3 separate regions of the Mus musculus genome follow, and all the other regions are linked to region 2. Evidence: chromatin contacts called from public Hi-C data. All regions are on one chromosome and are shown on one strand. The core of a region is the stretch at or near the end of the contact, and the rest is flanking DNA. Distances in the headings are between cores, read along the strand shown.

Region 1 (4,618 bases), core at 1,620-4,119, 120 kb before region 2:
TTTATGCCTGCAATACAGAAGAGGGCATCGGATCCCATTACTGATGGTTTTGAGCCACCGTGTGGTTGCTGGGAATTGAACTTAGGTCCTCTGGAAGAGCAGTCAGTGCTCTTACCCACTGAGCCATCTCTCCAGCCCCTAGCTTCATCTTCTTAATTTACCTATGCTCTCACTATTAGGAAATTGCCATGTAATGAGTTGGTACTTAATTTAGGAAGCCGAAGAAGTCGGACTGGCATGTTAGCTGGATGAAGAATGGGTGAAGTTCATTTGAATCCTATGAACAGATTATAAAATCTTGCTTTGTTTCACTTTCTCCTTTTCTCATTTCTCTAGAACTTGGCCATTAAAGGAACCCCTTAGCATTTCAGGGATCAGAGCTCGACTGGAAGTGTGTGTGTGGTGTGGATGTTGATGTTGTTATCAGGAAAGTCCATAAAGTCAGGCCCTGTGCTAACTTATACTGAAGGCAATGGACCCAGTCTGGCCGAGAAGCAAAGCGTAAATGCACGTGTGATCTGAGATGCTCGAGGAGCTGATCTTTGCACATAGATTCTCAGATCTGTGTTCTGACAGTCTGAACATGGAGGAGGGCAGGGTGTACCTGGAAAGGACCCAGGGACCAAGTCTCAGGGAGAAAGTGGGTGAGCAGGGAGATGCCGAGGTAACTGTGTCAGGTGACCTTGTCCACGATATCCTGTTGACGGGACGGGAGCAGGAGGGTCAGAAGGTCACTTCTGACCAGCTGACTCACGGTGTTTTGTGTTTGAAATGGAGAACTTTTGTGTTCTTTGCTCTTTGCACGGCTCTGATTTGTTCTGGTAAGGCGCACGATAACAGGGAGGCGGGGATTGGAGCCTGCTACCAGAGGACAGCACTCCATGGGGTGGGGATGTTGACATTATAAGTGTGTGGTGCCATGCCTGGTTTGTGTGGTTCTTCAGGTTGAGCCTGGACTCTGTGCGTGCAAGGCAGGCCGGCTGCCAACTGAGTCCGGTCTTCAGCTTGTTTATTTAACCCCTTTGAAGAGATTCTAATACATTTCTTGGCCTACTGGTTTCCTTTCATGTATAGTAATAAGGAAATGTGTGTGTGTATTTACAAATATGTACATACTTTAACTATACGCGTGTGTGCGCGTGTACACACAGAGGGAACATAAGATTGACTGTGGTCACAATTCCCTTCCCAGCAGCGGTATTTTCTGGACCTGGTATATTTCAGCTGGACCTGGTTTATTTCAGCTGGGCCTGGTATAATATTTCAGCCATATTTTGCTTTTAGTTCATTACCTGAGCCTAGCATATTAGCTTATTGATTTCTTTCTATTATTAGCAGTGTGACAGCTGCTTTGTGATAAGTGCTCGGTATCCATGTCTGGAATGATGGGAGAACCTCGAGAGCTAGGAGAGGGCGTTGGTCAGGCTGGAGTCTGGAGAACATGAGGAGAGGCGTTTGAATTTAGCACTTTTGTGAGCAAAGCAATGATCTGAATGTTTTGAGACCAGCAGATAATTTAGATAATTTTTGTGTGTGACAAGGTTTTTCTTTGTAGCGCTGACTGACCTGAAACCTCACTGTGGAGACCAGGCTGGCCTCAAATTCAGTCACCAGCCTCTGTAACCTGAGTGTTGGCATTAAAGGTGTGTGCTACCATGCCTGGGTAAACATGCTAATAGTTTAGGATTTTATTCTTTAAAATATAATTTTTTTAGGTTTACTTTTTTTATGTGTATTAGTGTTTTGCCAGCATATATATATGTATATGTATATGTATATGTATATGTATATGTATATGTATATGTATATGTATATATGTGTGTGTGTGTGATGTATGCCCAGTTTCTACAGAGATCAGAAGATAGCGTTGTGTATCCTGGAACCGGAGTTATGGGCAGTATAAGTCACTGTGTGGGTGCTCAGAACGGAAGTCAGGTCCTCTGCAAGAGCAGCAAGTGGGGGCTGGCAAGATGGCTCAGTGGGTAAGAGCACTGACTGCTCATCTGAAGATCCTGAGTTCAAATCCCAGCAACCACACGGTGGCTCACAACCACCCATAATGAGATCTGATGCCCTCTTCTGGCACGTCTGAAGACAGCTATAGTGTACTTATGTATCATAATAAATAAATCTTAGGGTCGGAGTGAGCAGAGGTCCCAAAAATTCAAATCCCAACAACCACTTGAAGGCTCAAGAGCATTTGTCCAGCTACAGTGGACTCATATACATGCAATTTTAAAGAAAGCAGCAAGTGCTGTTAGTCACGGAGCCACCTCTCCAGCCCCCACCCCAGGGCTTGGTTCTTTATGCAGAGATGCACACATAAGGGCTTAGAGGAGAGGTAGCTCATGGGATGTGTACTTTGAGAAAGCAACTGTTGGGCTTGCTCACATGATAGAGTGCTTGCCTAACATGCATAAGGTTTGTTCTGCAACACACAGCAGCAGCAGCAGCAACAACAACAACAAGACCCACAAACCACCACCACCAACAACAAAAAGACCCACAAACCCACAATTCTTTACCACCCTGCTCTGCTGTAAAACCAACCAGCCAGCCAAACCAGCCCCATCAAAACCTGTAAGCTCAGAACAGGATTGCAGTGGCTAGTTAGGTCCTTGGAGAAGGAAAGCTGGCTGTGCCAGAGGGTGCCTGCCTGGGGATGGGTGGGCAACAGTGTGCTGAGAGCCAGGGTGACAACTCATGGAAGAGATCAAGCCAGCGATGGCCTGGCAGTCCAGGGCTCTCCACTGAGAGCAGCACCATGGGCTCTGTGCTTTTCTCAGAGACAGCTCAGAACCAGCTGGAAAGCTTAGATGGGGGTCTTAGTTACCAGGCAGGAGGAAGCAGAAGCAGTGGAGAGTGATGGATGGGACCTTTGGTCATGTGGTCATAAAGGAAGTTAGGTCGTCTTGTACTGAGAATGGTCTCTTAGCCCTGTGTTCCTTTTTTTTTTTTTTTTTTTTTGGACACAGGGTTCCTCTCTATCGCCCTGGCTGTCCTGGAACTCACTCTGTAGACCAAGCTGGCCTCAAACTCAGAAATCGCCTACCTCTGCCTCCTGAGTGCTGGGATTAAAGGCGTGCGCTACCACGCTCAGCCCCTGTGTTCCTTTATAGGATGTTTTTTTTTTCCCTCTAATTAAAGAACATAAAAGTAATATTTTGAAATGTTAACAAATTTATACAGCTAAACTTCTTTTTGAGAAGAAATAGCTCTTTTAAGTCAGGCGTGGTAAATACACTTATCATTGAAACAGGAGGATCAGAAGCTCAAGGGCGTTCTCAGCTACAGAGTGAGTTTTGGGGTCAGTTTGGGACGTATAACCTGCTGTAAAACAAACCGAAGACGCGCGTCCTTTTAATCCAAGCACTAGGGAGGTGGAAGCGGGCAGATCTGTGTGAGTTCGAGGCCAGCTTCATTTGCAGAGTGAGTTCCATGCCAGCAAAGTACATAGTTGAGACCCTGTTTCAAACACACCTTCCAAAAACGCAAAACGAAAGCCCCAGACAGAAGCACTAAAACAAGCCCCCTTCCCTCTCCTAGATAATTTTTAAATGTAATAGTCACAAAAGCTATTTAAAGACGTTTGAAATGGTTTTGTATAGTTTACAGCATAAGTTGTCTGTCATAAAGAGTTTCCCTCCTGTCAGTTTGGCTGACTGGGAGACCAACCTTTGACCACCGTGAGTGACTGCTGCTGGCAAGACTTGTAGCAGCCCACCTGGGTGAGCCCGCCCAGGGTCAGTGGCTCTGCAGCCTTTCCGAGAATTGCTCTCACCCCTTTTTCTAGCAGTTGGCTGGTAAGAAAGAAGCAGGCCCCTTGTCTGAGCTCAGAATGCGCTGCCATGTGCTTCTGGAAGCGTCTTTGTTGTAGCTGCAATCCAGTGTGTCACTCACTGTTCCTTTAGCAGAACACTGAGGTTTTAAATTTGCCGAGTGTGCATGGGTGCGAGTGTGCATGGGTGCGCGTGTGCATGTGGGTGTGTGCAGGCTGTGCTGTGCTTGTTGAGGTCAGAGGACAACATTATGGAGTTGGTTCTCTTCTCCCTTTATGTGCGTGCCAGGGTTGAACTCTGGTGGCCAGGCTTGGGCAGCAGTGCCTTTCTCCACTGAGCCACTCTGTGAGGCCTCAACAGAACACTGTCATCCACCCACCCATCCATCCACACATCCACCCACCCACCCATCCATCCATCCATCCATTCATAGTTTTTAAGGTTTCTCTGTGTGGTCCTCACTATCCTGGAACTCTCTGAAGACCAAGCTGGCCCCAAAGGCTGAGATCCACCTGCCTCTAACCTTCCACATGCTGGAATTAAAGGCCTGCAGCCCCACTGCCGGGTCCAGAGCACTCTGTCTGTCTGTCTGTTCATGTGCCTGTGACTTGGCCATAACTACTTCATGGGGTAAAGCAGGCGGAGTGAATGCCATCACTCGGAGACCAGCCTCGCTGCAGGGCTTCCCGCAGAACACTTTGAAATGCATTCAGTTTCTTGAGTGTTTGAAACCAGAACGTTTAGTATGTAACGTGACTGAGAGTTGAAATCCTCAAAATGGACCACGTGGTTTGGGTGTGTCTTTCCCTAGATCCACACCCGAGTCTTCGTAGACAGCT
Region 2 (4,620 bases), core at 1,597-4,096:
CTCTGGTCCCCTCTTCCGCTCCCGGCACAGTTCTGGATGCTGATTCTGGCCACCACGATCCCCATGCCTGCAGGCTACTTCATGCCTATATTCATCATCGGTGAGTCTGGATCCCAGGAGGTCCAAAGGCACGGGGCAGAACCCTGATTCCCACACATCACCCATCTCCCAGGGGGTACTGGGAATGAAGCAGGGTTCGAGGGTCTTGGGGGTCAGGTCGGCCTGACTGGCCCTTCACTCTGAGTCTATGGCAGGAGCTGCCATCGGGCGCCTCTTGGGAGAGGCCCTGTCTGTCGCCTTCCCAGAGGGCATTGTGGCTGGCGGAGAGGTCTATCCCATCATGCCTGGGGGCTATGCTCTGGCAGGTGAGTGGACCCCGGCCCTTCAGGTGGGAAGACCCCGTGGGCTAGAATATAATTAAAGGGGCCGATGCTTGTGTATGGCATGGAGTGAACTGTACAGTATGCCTCCCAACTCTTAAAGCCCCGCCCACTCCCAAAGCCCGTCATCCTCTGAACCTCCAATCTCTCTCTTCCTCCCCCTCCCTCTTCCCCTCCCCCTCCCTCCTCCCCCCTCTCTCTCTGGTTTCTCTGTTTAGCCCTAGCTGTTCTGGAAGTCATTCTGTAAGCCAGCCTCATTGAGCTCAGATATCCACCTGCCTCTGTCTCCTGAGTGCTGGGATTAAAGGCGTGCACCAGTCACCTCCACCCAGCTCCCAGCTCTTTCTTAGCTCTTTCTGTTTCCCATCCCCCATCCCCTCTGTGTCCGTTTTCTCTTGCCATGCCTGGACACTTTAGAAATTCCCAGTATGTGCCCTCCGGACATTTCTGACCCTAGCCACTGTTACACCCGTGCCCTCTGGGCGAGCTTGGCCCTGGCTGGAGTTACCCATGGTGGTTCTGCTCCTGCAGGTGCTGCTGCCTTCTCCGGAGCAGTGACCCACACCATCTCCACAGCGCTGCTGGCCTTTGAGCTGACTGGCCAGATCGTTCACGCACTGCCTGTGCTGATGGCTGTGCTGGCGGCCAATGTCATCTCCCAAAACTTACAGCCCTCTTTCTACGATGGCACCATCATGGCCAAGAAACTGCCGTACCTGCCGTGGATCCGTGGCCGACAGATTGGGTGAGCCTGGGACTGAGGAATGGGATGGCCAGGGTGGTGTGGAAGTTTAGGGACACCCACACCCACCCACACACACACACCCCAACACCACTGCAATTGCCCTCAGCCCATTAGCTGGCCCTCAACCTCCCGGGAGCTTCAGGGGCTGGGAGAGAAAGCCAGAGCTTGGACAAGTCTTACTTCAGGTCACGAGGAGGTTGAACATCAGTTAGGAGGCCTTTCTCCTCTCTCTCTTGCTCTTCCGACCTAACTAGGTGGTCAGGAGCTAGGATGCAGATGCGGTCTGAGATCCTTCCTCAACCAGAATGCACCCAGCAGTTTCTGTTTCCAGAGCAGCCGTGACTGAGGCCATCTCAACAGCCCCTGATAGTTTAATTCTTACCTTCAACTTAACAAGATATATAATGAGACCTTGGCAAAATAGTTTCTAGGCGGTGTCAGCTGTCCCTAAGTGTGGGCAGTGCCATCCCATGAGCTTTGTCCTGAACTTAAATACTAAAGAACAAGCGAGGGCTGGAGAGATGGCTCAGCGGGTAAGAGCACTGACTGTTCTTCCAGAGGTCCTGAGTTCAAATCCCAGCAACCACCTGGTGGCTCACAACCACCTGTAATGAGATCTGACGCCCTCTTCCAGTGTGTCTGAAGACAGCTACAGTGTACTTATGTTAATAAATACATCTTTGGGCCGGAGCAAGCAGGGACTGAGGGAGTTGACTGGAGTGAGGGGGGGTGGTGACTGGAGTAAGCAGGGGCTGACCAGAGTGATTAGAGGTCCTAAAATTCAATTCCCAACAACCACATGAAGGTTCACAACCATCTGTACAGCCACACTGTACTCATATACATAAAATACATTTGATGCCCTCTTCTGGAGTGTCTGAAGACAGCTACAGTGTACTCACATATAATAAATAAATAAATAAATCTTTTTAAAAAATTAAACTATCAGCTATCACACATGGAAGCTCTCCCAGCAAGGTTTCCTGTCTTGTCCTGGGGGGGCCAGCACCCCCACCGCAGGGCCTGCTACATGCTTCCTCTGTCCACAGCTCCTACCCTGTAACGGTGGAACATTTCATGAACTCTAACCTCACCACACTGGCCAAGGACATGCCCCTGGAGGAGGTGGTCAAGGTGGTGACCTCCACAGATGTGTCTCAGTATCCCTTGGTGGAGACCAGAGGTACTCGGCTAGGGTGGGGGTGGGGGAGGGGCACTGCGTGTAAATTCCCTCTAAGTGTAAGGGCGGCAAGGGCAGGCAGGGTGTTGGATGTGCCTCTGAGTCCAGACTGCTGTGTGACCTGGGACAAGTCCTTAGCTTCTCTGTGCTTTGGTTTATTGTGAATGAAATGGACATAATAAGCATGCTAACTTCCAGAGGTTTGGAGATGGAAAGTCATTGTAAAGCAGCCTGGGGGTGGCTCTTGGGATGCTAGTCAAGGATGATATGGCCATCCACAGCTGTCAAACATCTGTGTCTAAAACTGAGTTCCAGGAGACAGGACAGTTACCCACTGTGCCCCTCAGCCTGCGTTCCCTCAGCTGTAAACTGGATGAAAGGTGTCCTAGGAGACTGAAAAATCTGTAATTTTCTCTGACACTTAAGAACACCCAGCATGAATGAGGCTGGAGAGAGATTGGTTAAGATCAAGGCTGTTCTTACAGGACCTGGCCTTTGTTTCCTGCACTCTCATGGCAGCTTACAACTGTCCTTAACTCTTGGCTCGTTCGGAGGACTCTGGCACCCTCTTCTGGCCTCTGTGGGCACTGCACATAATATGTGTAGTGCACATATGCAGGCAAAATATTCATACACATAAAATAAAAATAATAATCAAATCTTTAAAAAGAAGCGACCAGCATGTTCATGGCACATAGTAGGGACTCAGATAATGTGACTTTTATTTTTATAACAAGTCCCTTCCTCTGTACTTCCTAGAGTCTCAGACCCTGGTGGGCATTGTGGAAAGGACCCACTTGGTGCAAGCCCTTCAGACCCAGCCAGCTTCCTGGGCTCCAGGCCAAGAGGTGGGCTCCCCTGCCAGGTGTGGGGACAGAGTGGCCGTGTGATCAGGGCTCTGAAGGGAGAGAGGAGTTCAAGGGTCAGGAGTCTGGGAACTATAGGCTGGCTCAGACCCCATTTTCTTTCTCCAATCCCAGCGATTTCTCCAGGACATCTTGGCTGGTGGCTGCCCCACACAGCCAGTGACCCTGCAGCTGTCCCCAGAGACCTCCCTATATCAGGTAAGGGGGAAAAAGGGTGGAACTGATGGGGACACAGGCTCCATATCCTCCCTCTGTGAGGTGTTACACACATATACACACCCCATATATACACACATACCATACACAATATACACAATACAACATATACATACATACCCCCCACACACACACCATATATACACACATACCATACACAATATACACACACACAACATATACATACACACACACACACCACTCACACCACATATACAAACATACCACACATACCACATATACACACACAGCACATATAACACACACACATACAAACAACACACAATATATACACACACAACACATATACTTGCATACCACACACAATATACACACATGCATACACATGCATACACACATACATGCGCAACACATATACATATACACACATACAACACACACTATATACACACAGATACACACACAACACATATACACACATACAACACACACACATTCATCTACAGACGTGCCCAGCAGCCACAGCCTGGGTCATCACCAGGGTTCCTGGGGCGATGCAGAGGAGATAGGGACTTGAGCGAGCTTGGGAAACACATGCTTTTGGATAGAAACCGGTGCTTGTTAGTTAGAAGCATCCATGTGGCTGGAGCGATGCCTTAGCTTTAGCAACACTGGCTGCTCTTCCAGAGTGTCAGGGTTCAATTCTCAGCAAGCACATGGCAGCTCCAGCCCTTAAGGATTCAGCACCCTCTGCTGGTCCCTAGAGGCACGTCATACATGTGGTTCACAGTCACGCATGCAGGCAAAACACCCATGCACATTAAAAAAAAAAAATCTGGGCATGGCGGTAAACACCTTTAATCCCAACATGTGGGAGGCAGAGGCAAGAAAATCTGTGTGAGTCTGAGACCAGCCTGGTCTACACAGTGAGTCCCAGGACAGCCAGGGCTACATAGAGAGGCTCTGTCTAAAAAAACTAAACAAACAAACAAAAAAACTTTTTTGGGGGGTGGGGGATGTGTTGAGACAGGGTTTCTCTGTATAACCCTGGCAGTCCTGGAACTCACTCTGTAGACCAGGCTGGCCTCGAACTCAGAAATCTGCCTCTGTCTCCCAAGTGCTGGGATTAAAGGCGTACATCACCACTGCCCAGCCACAAAAAAAAAAAAAAAAAAAAAAAACCTTAAAAAAAGATTTATTTACTTACTTTATGTATATGAGTACACTGTAGTATCTTCAGACCCAGAAGAAGAGGGCATCAGATCCCATTAC
Region 3 (4,210 bases), core at 1,510-4,009, 120 kb after region 2:
ACAGTCCCCACAGAAGGGAAAACCTGCCCGTGTCAGACCAGGGTCCCTCCTACCCGCATGTCACCCATTCCTTTTGTTCCTTCTCCCAAGAGTCATGAAACATGACCTGGGGAGGCCACTTGAGAAGGGGACCTTGGAACAGGAAAGAGTCTCTTGGGAACAGGAAATAAGTCCTCAGCCCAAGTTCAAACACAGGTCAAAGCTGCAAGAGTGGCCAAGCTGGTCTCTCGGTGCCCAGGACTGCTCAGCCAAGGCAAGACAGCTTCCTCCACAGCCTGAGGACACCCTGGCCACAGGGCCACCACGTTGTTCCTTGGGGACTGAAGGCTGCTGCTGAGGGGAGCAGAGGCGCATGGCTCTGACTCAGGGCTATACAGGCTTGGATGTGACTCCTGCCCCCACAGCCCGGGTCCATGTGTTCTCCATGCAGGGCCACAGCGCTAAAGGACAGGGAGGTCCCTGCCCTCATAGCCCAACAGGGAGAGACAGACAGTAAATGAACCTACAAATGAGCCAACAGGGAACACATGGTGCTGAGGAGAAGGGATGAGCACGTGTGCAGCAGCCACCAGGAGGCGAGTGGGTGGCACCTAAGGCCTGAGCTGTAAGGAGAAATCGAGGACGGTCTGCAGGGAGGCAGAGGCATACACCCCCCCACCCCCACCCCACCCCACCCCACCCCACCCCCACCCCCACCCCCACCCCACCCCCCAGACAGGGTTTCTCTGCGTAGCTCTGGCTGTCCTGGAGCTCACTTTGTAGACCAGGCTGGCCTCGAACTCAGACATCCGCCTGCCTCCCAAGTGCTGGGATTAAAGGCATACATTTTTTGTAACTTTTTTGTTTGTTTGTTTTGTTTTGTTTTGTTTTATTTCAAGACAGGGTTTCTCTGTATATCCCTGGCTGTCCCGGAGCTCACTCTGTAGACCAGGCTGGCCTCGAACTCAGAAATCCGCCTGCCTTTGCCTCCCGAGTGCTGGGATTAAAGGCGTGCGCCACCACGCCCGGCACAACCTATTTTTAATAAGGGTTCAACCGCTCCTGTAGCCCAGCACCCAGCAGAGGTGGTGGAAGAGAAGAGCTATGAGGATGTGGAGGAAGTGGACCTGTTCAGCAATAGTTCTTAGAGGGTGAGCCTGATCTTCATTGGCAGCGGTTCAGTCCTGTAGCAAACACCAAATGCAACTCAGCATCTGCAGAGCAGTCCTCGCAGCAGGCAGACACCAGGCACGAACCAGCAGCTGTAGCTCAATCCTGAAGAAACCACCAGGCTTGCCATCTGGCCTGAAGCAAGGCTGCAGAAGCAGCGAGCTGCCGCAGGAACCTCATGAGCAGTTCTTGAGTGAGTTTCTCTCGATGGCAGCGTTACCACAGGTTGAGTTAACAACGCTCTGTCAGGCGAACCGGAGCGTATGGGTGTCTTTCAACGAATAGCAAAGTTGAACAAACCAATGCTCAGTGCTCATCTCCCACTGTCTGTGGGGTCATATTTCACACTCCTTTATTGTAGCCGATCCCCAGCCCTGTGTAGGCTGCCTCAGACCTTGCTGCTACTGTGAATGAGACCACCTGGGGTGGAGCCTAGATGGCCCTATTGTTCTGTCACCTGCCACTGCTCTCAGCTGCTGCTAAGAGGCTGAACCTGTCCCCCTGAGATATTCCTGAGCTAGCCACAACCTGTGGACTTGGCGACCTAATGCTAATAGCTCTGACAGACTGTTGTTAACAACTTAGTAACAAAGCATCAAGAAGCCTGGCATGGCAGGGGATGGGTCTCCCCGCTTTATAAGCACAGACTCTTAGTAAACTTTGATCAGAAATCTGTCTTGATCTCTTTACTTCTCTCGACATTCTCTCCTATACAGCTCTGGCCTCCCACACAGGAACCCAGTTAGTGTGGCTGCAGGCGGCTATACTTCATCACAGGTCCTTTCACGTGTTTGCTATGCCAAAACATCCTTTCACCTGTGTCTGCTTCAGGAAAACATCCGTTCATTTTATCTTTGTTTTTTGCTTTGTTTTCAAGACAGGTTTCTCTGTGTAGTCCTGGCTGTCCTGGAACTCCCTCTGGAGACCAGGTCTGGAACTCAGAGATCTGCCTACCTCTGCAGAACATGTTGAGTTTTGTTGCTGTTGTTATTGTGGTTGCTGTTGTTTTCCGTGTGCATTGCTGTGTGTCTCCCATATATGTTTAGGTCAGGATGTCAGATCCCCTGGAGCTGGAGAGATGAACAGTTGTGAGCTGCCACGTCGGTGCTGGGAATGAAAGCCAGGCCCTCTGGAAGATCGGCCAGTACCCTTAACCACAGAGCCATCTCTCCAACTCCCAAGAAAGCATTTTAAAAGAGTGATTCTTGGTGGGGGGTGCGGGGGGAGGGAAATAAAATCTAGAATGTAAATAAATAAATAAAAGATTAAAGAGAGAGAGAGAGAGAGAGAGAGAGAGAGAGAGAGAGAGAGAGAGAGAGAGAGACAGGCATGGTGGCACACACCTTTAATCCCAGCACTTGGGAGGCAGAGGCAGGCGGATTTCTGAGTTCGAGGCCAACCTGGTCTATAGAGTGAGTTCCAGGATAACCAGGGCTACACAGAGAAACCCTGTCTTAAACAAACAAATAAACAAAAAGCAGAAATGAATCTTGAGCACAAGAGAACTGGCCCCCTAGTGGCTTGCCTCTTGGCAGCTGGCAAGCACAAGAAAAGGAGAGAAGGAACTGGAGTCACCATTATCTCCTTCAGGAGATGCCGCCGATGAGTCAGTGGTAACAGTTAACTTCCCGCCAGCTGCCTGCACAGCTGTAACGTCACAGATTGTACAAAGCCTTCAGCCCATGGCCTTTAGAAGACATTTCCTCCAAATCATTACAATCAGGAATTGGCTTTATTTTACTTTTTTCCTTTTTTTTTTAAAGATTTATTTATTTGTTATATGTAAGTACATTGTAGCTGCCTTCAGACACAACACTCCAGAAGAGGGCATCAGATCCCATTACAGATGGTTGTAAGCCACCATGTGGTTGCTGGGATTTGAACTCAGGACCTTCAAAAGAGCAGTCAGTGCTCTCTCTCTCTCTCTCTCTCTCTCTCTCTCTCTCTCTCTCTCTCTCTCTCTCTCTCTCTCTCTCTCTCTCTCTCTCTCTCTCTCTCTCTCTCTCTCTCTCTCTCTCTCTCTCTCTCTTTCTCTCATTTTTCCAGGCAGGTTTTCTCTGTGTAGCCCTTGCTGTCCTGGAACTCACTCTGTAGACCAGGCTGGCCTTGAACTCAGCAATCTGTCTGCCTCTGCCTCCTGAGTGCTGGGATTAAAGCCATGCATCACCACTGCCCAGCACTGGTCAGTGCTCTTAACTGCTGAGCCATCTCTCCAGCCCTATTTTATTTTCAAAAAGTTTTTTTTTCCTCCTGCATGTATGTGTACCATGTGCATGCAATGCCCAGGACAGCCAGAAGAGGGCGTCAGATCTCTGGGACTGGAGTTACATATAGTTGTGGGCTGCCATGTGGATGCTGGGAATTGAACCCTGGGCTTTTGCAAGAGCAACCAGTGCTCTTAACCACGGAGCTGCCTCGGGCCCTCTTTATTTTCTTGAGACAGGGCCTTGGGTGTTGCTCAAACAGTTTCTCAAACTCCTGAACGCCTCCCTGTTATCTGAGTTCTCTTGTGGCTCATCCACATCCTTATGCTTTGCTGCATTTTATTCTTATCTCTGTGTTTTGCTGTGACACCATAATTGTCACTTTACCATCGACAAGCATCTGGAGGTTTTTCCTATTTTGACAGTCAGTGGTTAGTCCTGTGAACAACTTCTCTGTGGGGACAACCGGACCCCTTTCTGTTGGGTGCGCGCCAAGGAGAGTGGCAGACGCTGACTCGTGGGATGGCTTGGGCTCAGCCCAGCAGATGCAGTGAGCTGTTCTCAAAGCAGTCGTTCCAACTCACACCCTCTCTCAGGCTTTTCTTCAGGAGAATCCCCCACTGCCTCCACCGACACCAATTCTCCCGACAGTCTGGAGCACCTGCACTTCCCTGTGTACCCAGTAGAGGGAGCCACAAAGTCCCGAGATTAAGAACTGAGTCTTTAACTGCCCAGAGAAGAAAGACACAAGTGGGTGGGTAGAGGGCAGAAGCATGGAGGACTGGAGAGAGGGAGGGAAGGAGAGAAGGGCAGGATTGAGAGCTGGGGAAAGGAAGAGAGAGGGAAGGCAGGAGGGA

Evidence for each region. Hi-C and Micro-C count contacts between places; a contact is called where the count stands out from the background.
Region 1: a Hi-C map of bone marrow-derived macrophages shows a contact between it and region 2, with 32 read pairs. The contact joins two enhancer-like sites. A contact is called at or near these places in 14 of 39 promoter capture datasets (the 3T3-L1 cell line, the C10 cell line, the HPC-7 cell line and 10 more), 5 of 484 Hi-C or Micro-C datasets (B cells, Th1 cells, bone marrow-derived macrophages and 2 more), 3 of 115 datasets of contacts at active chromatin or transcription factors (embryonic stem cells, kidney and microglia) and 4 of 9 other capture datasets (adipose tissue, embryonic stem cells, liver and 1 more).
Region 3: a Hi-C map of bone marrow-derived macrophages shows a contact between it and region 2, with 33 read pairs. The contact joins two enhancer-like sites. A contact is called at or near these places in 9 of 39 promoter capture datasets (the 3T3-L1 cell line, cranial neural crest, embryonic stem cells and 4 more), 1 of 15 datasets of contacts at CTCF or cohesin (embryonic stem cells), 10 of 484 Hi-C or Micro-C datasets (DN3 thymocytes, the G1E-ER4 cell line, the HL-1 cell line and 6 more), 13 of 115 datasets of contacts at active chromatin or transcription factors (the NIH/3T3 cell line, acute myeloid leukemia, craniofacial prominence and 6 more) and 4 of 9 other capture datasets (adipose tissue, liver, macrophages and 1 more).

What each region holds. Positions count from the first base shown.
Region 1 is chr4:141,510,617-141,515,234 of GRCm38.p6, reverse strand. The region is part of intron 3 of Spen (spen family transcription repressor); the gene reads left to right. Among named protein-coding and RNA genes, the nearest start is that of Gm4123, 23 kb to the left of the region's middle. Within about 2 kb of position 2,869, at least 13 of the 459 cell types and tissues checked have an H3K27ac peak or open chromatin away from gene starts, as enhancers often do. A contact at or near this core is called in bone marrow-derived macrophages, where this site is marked.
Region 2 is chr4:141,385,822-141,390,441 of GRCm38.p6, reverse strand. Clcnka (chloride channel, voltage-sensitive Ka) reads left to right here. Exons shown (of 20, transcript NM_024412.3): 13 at 31-100; 14 at 255-365; 15 at 912-1,125; 16 at 2,175-2,308; 17 at 3,065-3,153; 18 at 3,286-3,369. Among named protein-coding and RNA genes, the nearest start is that of Clcnka, 11 kb to the left of the region's middle. Within about 2 kb of position 2,846, at least 15 of the 459 cell types and tissues checked have an H3K27ac peak or open chromatin away from gene starts, as enhancers often do. A contact at or near this core is called in bone marrow-derived macrophages, where this site is marked.
Region 3 is chr4:141,267,785-141,271,994 of GRCm38.p6, reverse strand. No RefSeq gene overlaps it. Among named protein-coding and RNA genes, the nearest start is that of Gm13056, 8.5 kb to the left of the region's middle. Within about 2 kb of position 2,759, at least 18 of the 459 cell types and tissues checked have an H3K27ac peak or open chromatin away from gene starts, as enhancers often do. A contact at or near this core is called in bone marrow-derived macrophages, where this site is marked.